Regions from separate parts of the Anas platyrhynchos genome. Here region 2 is linked to region 1. Evidence: chromatin contacts called from public Hi-C data. All regions are on one chromosome and are shown on one strand. The core of a region is the stretch at or near the end of the contact, and the rest is flanking DNA. Distances in the headings are between cores, read along the strand shown. Region 1 overlaps CDKAL1 (CDKAL1 threonylcarbamoyladenosine tRNA methylthiotransferase). Region 2 holds the start of SOX4 (SRY-box transcription factor 4).

What was found. A called contact is a pair of places that touch in the nucleus more often than the background predicts.
Region 2: a contact with region 1 is called in a Hi-C map of subcutaneous adipose tissue, with 4 times the contacts expected there. The contact joins the promoter of SOX4 here to the enhancer-like site in region 1. A contact is called at or near these places in 2 of 8 Hi-C or Micro-C datasets (small yellow follicle and subcutaneous adipose tissue).

Annotation. Positions count from the first base shown.
Region 1 is chr2:109,247,738-109,251,258 of IASCAAS_PekinDuck_T2T, reverse strand. All of the region lies in intron 4 of CDKAL1 (CDKAL1 threonylcarbamoyladenosine tRNA methylthiotransferase), which reads right to left. Among named protein-coding and RNA genes, the nearest start is that of CDKAL1, 18 kb to the right of the region's middle. Within about 2 kb of position 2,013, at least 1 of the 8 cell types and tissues checked has an H3K27ac peak or open chromatin away from gene starts, as enhancers often do. A contact at or near this core is called in subcutaneous adipose tissue, where this site is marked.
Region 2 is chr2:109,800,527-109,804,047 of IASCAAS_PekinDuck_T2T, reverse strand. It overlaps SOX4 (SRY-box transcription factor 4), which reads right to left and starts at 1,876. Exons shown (of 1, transcript XM_027451211.3): 1 at 1-1,876. The coding sequence starts at 950.

The DNA of each region.
Region 1 (3,521 bases), core at 764-3,263:
ACCAGTGTCTTGTACCAATCAACAGCAATTCAATTTTGGCACGATTAACTCAAAGCCTATTTATAGCCATCCAAGACAAAGTTTCTGCTTAGTTTCTTTCTGTAAGCGAATTCCATAGCCAGGGATTTGACACACAAGACAAATGCTAATGTCTTCTGCTCAGATGAAGCCCATTTCTCAGCTCCAACACTCAAAGTGTTAATTCCAACTGGTAGCACATAAATGCTTACAAGATTCACACATATGCATTTCTGCAGACACACCATATCACAGCTAAGCATGGCTATTCTAAAGACCATACCAGAGAAACCAGCCTAGAGCCCACGTGGAGCTTAAGGTGTCTGGTCACAGCATCTATCCCACTGTCCTCAAAATGCTTGAAATGAGCACCAAAAAATCACAGAAGCTGGACAGGATGAGAAGGAGATTTCCTAAGAACTGCAGACATTTGTTATGACACTACTAATATTCTAAAACACAGCTTTATGATGCAACGTGAAAGGATGCAGAGATGCTCATTACTCCTGAAAAGTAAAGTATCTGATACCTGGAGTGTTCCAGCTAACACGTAATTACTGAGTTTCTGCAACAGATTAAGAGCCTACATATACCTTGTTTCATTTCAAAATAAGCTTCTGAGAAATGCCACAGGAAAGAAGAGGACTGAAGATGCAATGATTATTCTGTATCTTCCACAAGGAGGATACAAATAGTACAAGAATCTGTTCCAGCTTCAGACCATTGTGGCACAATGCAATTCCACTAGCACAGATCACCCTCCCTGCAAACCTGGGCACTTTCCAGTACACATCTGGAAAAGCTCCCAACTTGTGAAAGCAAGAGGTTGCTCTTGGCCAGCTTGCTATTCTCCACTATTTTAAACATAATTCACGATAGGAGATTATATATATATATATAAAATAATAAAAAAAAAAAACTCAGTGGGGAAGAAAAGAAAATCTATACAATCCAGAAATTCCTGAATTTCACCCATGGCAAATAAAATATATTTGCACTTACCCCAACTGAATTATAACAAAACTCACAAGCTAAGTATTTAGCTAGGCCTCAGACACATTTGACTTAAGATGTTAATTCACAACAAGCAGCACTCTCATTTAAAATAAATAAATAAATCAGATCCTATACATTGTTTAGAATTTGCCTTAACAAATGCAACATATTTTTGAAACAGAGGACAGCACTGCACTAATGACAATAGTTACCATCTACCTCAAATGCTATTGTTAATAAGCTGCAACATATTTCCTAATCGCCAACCTGAATACCACCTGCTTTTGCCCTGTTAGCTAAACTCAAGGTTTTACTTAAGCTGTAGTTGTACATTTCAACAGATAGCATTTGTTTAGCAGTCCCTACCATTTTCAGTGTCTTATTGTGATGCTCTAAGACAGATGACATAATATTATTAAAATAAAACAAAAGTTAAAATCATCCCTTAATGAAAATAATTAGAGGGTTAGGTTGATCATTATAAGCAAAATCTTTAATTAATTTTTCAAACAGGGGCCTTTATATAAATTAAGCCAATCTCCCTATATCAAACAAAGCAGAAAGGAGCTTCCAAATGAAAGAGTTCCTCAAAAAGGTGGATTTTGCCATTAAGGTACTTCACAAATCTCAAACCCATAACACAGACACCTTGGAAAGGGAACTGAGACCAAGTCTAAGCCTAACTTAAACTAACAAGCAGTAACTCTCAAATAAACTAGAGGTACAAAAACTAGACAGACCTTCCTAACATTCAATAGTGAAGTTACCACAGAAAGGTCAGAATATTGATAGCAAACAAGTTAGAGCAGGCTTAACTAAATGCACAGAACTGCACTTTAAATTTGAATAATCCAATACCCTTAGTTTAAATCAGTAATACAGATCAACAGTAATTAAAACGCTAACAGTCCAACTTAACTCATAAAAACATCAAGTGCTACCAAAATACAGAAACTAAGAGCAGTGCCCCAGCTCTGTACTATTTATCCAATGCTGCCACCTCTTGGCTCCTAGTGGTATAGCACTAAGCCATATCTCAAAAGGTTTAGAGCTTTTGTATTTGGATATACACAAATACCAAACTTGCAGTTTGTAAACTACATCGTGCGTTATGATATCCTAATTATTGTTGGCTACTGTACAACAGTAAAGCATTTAGGTAAAAATTATATGCCTGAACTTCATAGAACCATAGAATGGCTTGGGTTGGAAGGGGCCTTAAAGACCACCCAGTTCCAACCCCCCTGCCACGGGGCAGGGATGCCACCCGCTAGACCAGGTTGCCCAAGGCCCCACCCAGCCTGGCCTTGAGCCCCTCCAGGGATGGGGCATCCACAGCTTCTCTGGGCAACCTGTGCCAGTGCCTCACCACCTCTGAGGAAATAATTTCCACCTAAAATCTAATTTAAATCTTCCCACTTTTAGTTTAAAACCATCCCCCCTTGTCCTGTCATTATCTGATTGAGCAAAGAGTCACTCTCCATCTTTTTTTTTTTTAAGTCTTCTTCAAGCACTAAAAGGCCACAGTGAGGTCACCCTGGAGTCCTCTCTTCTGCAGGCTGAACACCCCCGGCTCCCTCAGCCTTTCTTCACAGGAGAGGTGCTCCAGCCCTCTGAGCATCTTCGTGGCCCTCCTCTGGACCCGTTCTAACAGCCCCACATCCTTCTTGTGCTGGGGGCCCCAAACCTGGATGCAGCGCTCCAGATGGGGCCTCACGAGGACAGAGCAGAGGGGCACAACCACCTCCCTCCCCTGCTGGCCAATTTAGCAAGAATGCTTCATCCACTGACTCCCCTTGATCAGGAGGCCTGTAGTAAACCCCAACCACAAGCTGTCTTTTATTGGTGTGGTCTTGAACTCTCACCCACAAGCTCTCAACCTGTCCATGGCTATTTCTCAGAGGCACCTCTTCACAGCCAAACCCTTCCATAACATGGAGGGCAACACGACCTCCCTTTCTTCCCTGTCCATCTCTTCTGAAGCATTTGTAGCCCTCTATTCCAGTATTCCAATTATCTGATCTATTCCACCACATTTCCGTGATAGCAATCAGGTCATATTTGTCGAATTGTGTTTCCAACTCCTGCTTGTTTCCCATGCTGTGTGCATTGGTGTAGAGGCACTTCAGCCAGGCAATCAGTCATATCACATTTCCAGAAGCCTTCCTGATTGCACTGGGACAGTTCACAAGTTACCTCCCTATTGTTACTCTGAGTGATAGTGTTTTCAGGTATGCTTTCTTCACTCGGAGGTGCAGCTTATGCCAATTGGACCTGTGGAGACATGCTGTATCACAGAAAAATGTATACACAAATAGCACAGATGAACTAAGACAGCAGCAGATACACCCCAAGGATGGGACTTTGAGAGAAGAAACATCTATATGCGCCTTTACTTGTTTCCTTGGTCACTGGACTCATTTGGTACACCTGGAAACTTTAGAAACATCCATCCAGGCTTACACAAATATTACCCTACTTTTCAATGAACAGCCAATAGGGAAATA
Region 2 (3,521 bases), core at 627-3,126, 550 kb before region 1:
GGCGAGGGGCAGGGGGCGCCGCAGTCGCCGTCGGGCCGGCCCGCGCCGCCGCCCCCCTCCTCGTAGAGGCTCAGCGGGTCCCCGGGCTCCGCCGAGCCGCCCAGCGTGGGGCTGCCGGGCACGGCGCCGCCGGGGGAGCCCGAGGAGGAGGAGGAGGAGGCGGCGGCGGCGTTGGCCGCCTGCCCCCCGCCGAAGATGTAGACCCGCTTCAGCTTCTTGTCGGCCGCCGCCGCCCTGCCGGGGCCCGACAGCGGCGCGCTCGCCGCCCCGCGGGGGGGCCGGCACAGCGCCTGGTGCTCGGGCGGCAGCAGCGCGGCCGGCGGCTCCCCGGGGAACGGGGCGGCCTTGGCGGCCCCCGCCGCCGCCTTGCCGTGGGGCCGGCCGCCCGACGGGGGGGGCTTGGGGCCGCCGCCGCCGCCCTTCTTCGGGGCGGGCTTGGCCGCGGCCGCCGGCCCGACGGGGCCCCCGCCGCCGCCGCCGCCCGTCCCGCCGCCCCCCCCGGCCTTGTCCGCCTTGTCGCCGGGCTTGGCCGCGCTGTTGCCCGACTTCACCTTCTTCCTGGGCCGGTACTTGTAGTCGGGGTAGTCCGCCATGTGCTTGAGGCGCAGCCGCTCCGCCTCCCGGATGAAGGGGATCTTGTCGCTGTCCTTGAGCAGCTTCCAGCGCTTGCCCAGGCGCTTGGAGATCTCGGCGTTGTGCATGTCGGGCGACTGCTCCATGATCTTCCTCCGCTCGATCTGCGACCACACCATGAAGGCGTTCATCGGCCGCTTGATGTGCCCGCTGGGCGTCTTGCACCAGCTCGGGTCGTCCGCCTTGCCGCCCGTCGAGGCGGTGGAGCCCGGCGTCGGCGACGAGGCGATGCCCAGCTCCAGACCGGCCCCGGACTCGGACGTCTCGGCGGCCAGCAGCGCCTCCGTGTTCTCCGCCGTGCCGCTCTGCTGCACCATGGCGGCGCCGGGGGGCCGCCCGGGGCTGGGCGCCGCCGGGGCGCGGGGCAGGGCGCGCAGCTTCTCACGGCGGCCCCGGCCCGGAGCAGCCCCCCGCGGCCGCGGCCCCGCTGCCGGCAGCGCTCGCACGTCCACACCGGCTCTCCCCCTCCGGGCGGCGACGGCAGCGGCTCGGGGAGGCTGTTTGTTTCTCTTAGGGTGCTTTTAGTTTTTTTTTTTTTTGCTTTGGTCTGTTTCTGGCTTTTTTTTTTTTTTTTTTTTTGGAGGGGGCGGGGGGGGTGTCGGTCTGATTTTTTTTTCTTTTTTTTTTTTTTTTTTGCTTTTTCTTTCCTCACCACCTCGAGGCTCGCCCCCCCGCCTCTGCCCGCGGCGGCTGCTCCAGTGGCCGGGTGCCGTCCGCCTGCCCCCGGCCGCTTCAGGGGGGAGGCGGCGAGCCCCCGAGAGCGCCGGCTGCGGCACCCGTGGCGGCGGCGGGCGGCTCGTGCAAGCAGAACGTGGCCGTGGCGAGGGAAAAGAAAAACCTCAGAAGAAAATTAAAAAAAAAATAATAAGAATAAAATCAAAAATTAGCAATAATTAAAAAAAAAGGCACGGAAAAAAAAAAAAAGAAAAAGAAAAAAGCACGAAGGTGTACGTCCCGGCAGGAAGAGCGGCCAGCCGGGCGCCGAGCCCCGTCCTCCGCTGCTGCTGCTCGCTGCTGCTTGCTGCTGCTTTGCTCCGCTCTGCTTTTTGCTCCGCTTTGCTCCGCGCTCCTTTTTGCTCCGCTCCGCTTTGCGCTGCTCCGCTCCCGTCCGCGCGCGCGGAGCCCCGCGGAGCCGCCCCCCGCGCTCTCTCGCTCGCTCGCGCGCGCCCCTCCCGCCCCGCGCGCGCTGCTCCGGCTGCAGCTGAGAGCGGCGCCCGCGCCCGCCCCGCGCCGCTTTATCCTTTCGCGGCCCGCGCCGCGGCCAATGGCGCGCTGTATCCAACGCGCCCGCGTGCCAAGCGCCGCCCGGCGGCCGCCCATTGGCCGCCGGCGCGGCGCAGCAGGGAGGGCGGCGTGCAATGGGAAGCGGCGGCGCTGACCTCATCGCGGCGGGGCGGTGCCGCGCGCCCCGCCCCGCCCCGCCCCGCCCCGCCCCGCCCGCACGTGCCCGCCCCGCGCCCCGCGCCCGCCGCTGCCGCCAGCAGCAGCAGCAGCAGCAGCAGCAGCACCGCGCGGCCTTGCAGCGGCCCTGCGGGGGCGTGCACCCTGCACCCACACCCCATGCACGGCAGCGGGGGGGTGTGGGGGGGGTGAGGCCGCCTTGCTCCCCAGGGGTTGCAAGCGCCGCTCGCCGGGACGGCGGCCCCGGCACGGCAGTCTCGGCGGTTTGTTTGTTGGTGGTGGTTGCTGCACGCAGCACCGGTCCAAATCGCTTTTTGAGGCAGAGGGAGAGCACGCTGTGGGGTGGCTGAAAGTTTTAGGTGCTCTGTACGTTGCACGTCACATATTTGTTTATATATTGCATGCATATCACATGTATGTTGCATATATACCACATACATGCCACATATATACTACATACACACCACATATATACTGCATATATATTACATATATGTTACACATTTCTGCAAGAAAATGTATGATAGCACACCTGAGCAGCATTTCCAGCTGGTTTGAGAGCAAGCCTTGAATATTAAGGTGCCACACTGGACTTACACCATTGCATGGCCGCCAAGGGTTTAGGGAAGTCCTGAGTGCCTGACACGCCACCCAGGTCACCTGCATTACTGGAAATGCTTCCTGAGGTACCTCTAAATTAGCGCTTTGCTTGCAAAATCGATACCTAGCGCTTCCTGCTAGGCATTGGGTAAAATGTTGCCTTCTGGCTTCCCTGAGGACACCCGGTGACATTGGTGAGTTTCACACCTCTGGGCTTTGTGAGAGGCAAATCGTTCGCTGCTCTTCCCCCCAGCCCCAGAGCTGACACGCAAACTGTTGCACCACAGCCCAGCGGCTCGCATGGACAGCAGTGCCCGTGGTGTCAGGAGGTTATTTACACTCGTGTGTATTTACATTCACGTGCAGCAGCCTGACAAGCTGGGCCTGGAAGAAGTCCCCAGCTTCTGGCTGCTCCACCTGTCAGCAAGGGCATCTAAAGGGAGGGATTTCAGCCCTCATTGGGCACAGAAACGTGCATTTGCTTAAACCACACAGCGTGCAAGATATTCTTCCAGACAGGTTAAAGCAGAACTAAGAACTAGTGGGCAGAGGTGTGGAAACAAAGACCTGCAGAGAACATTTCCATTAGCTGTGTTATGGTGTGTAAGGTCTCGATGCCCCCAGCAGGATGACCCCCAGGTACATTAAGCGTGGCTTTAAACTCAGTGTGGCTTCGGTGGGAGCAGCCACCACGCGCGGTGTCACCGTGGTTCGAGCACTGTGTGTGTGTGCGGGATGGACAGGGGTGTGCTGGTTCCCAAAAGCTTCCCACATCTGCAAACTCACCATTTAGAACTCCTTAATGAAGGAATGGCAAGGACACGACATGAAACTCTGTTAAAGCACTTTGTTAGGATTTCTTGGCCGTCTCCTTGTAGCTAATTGCT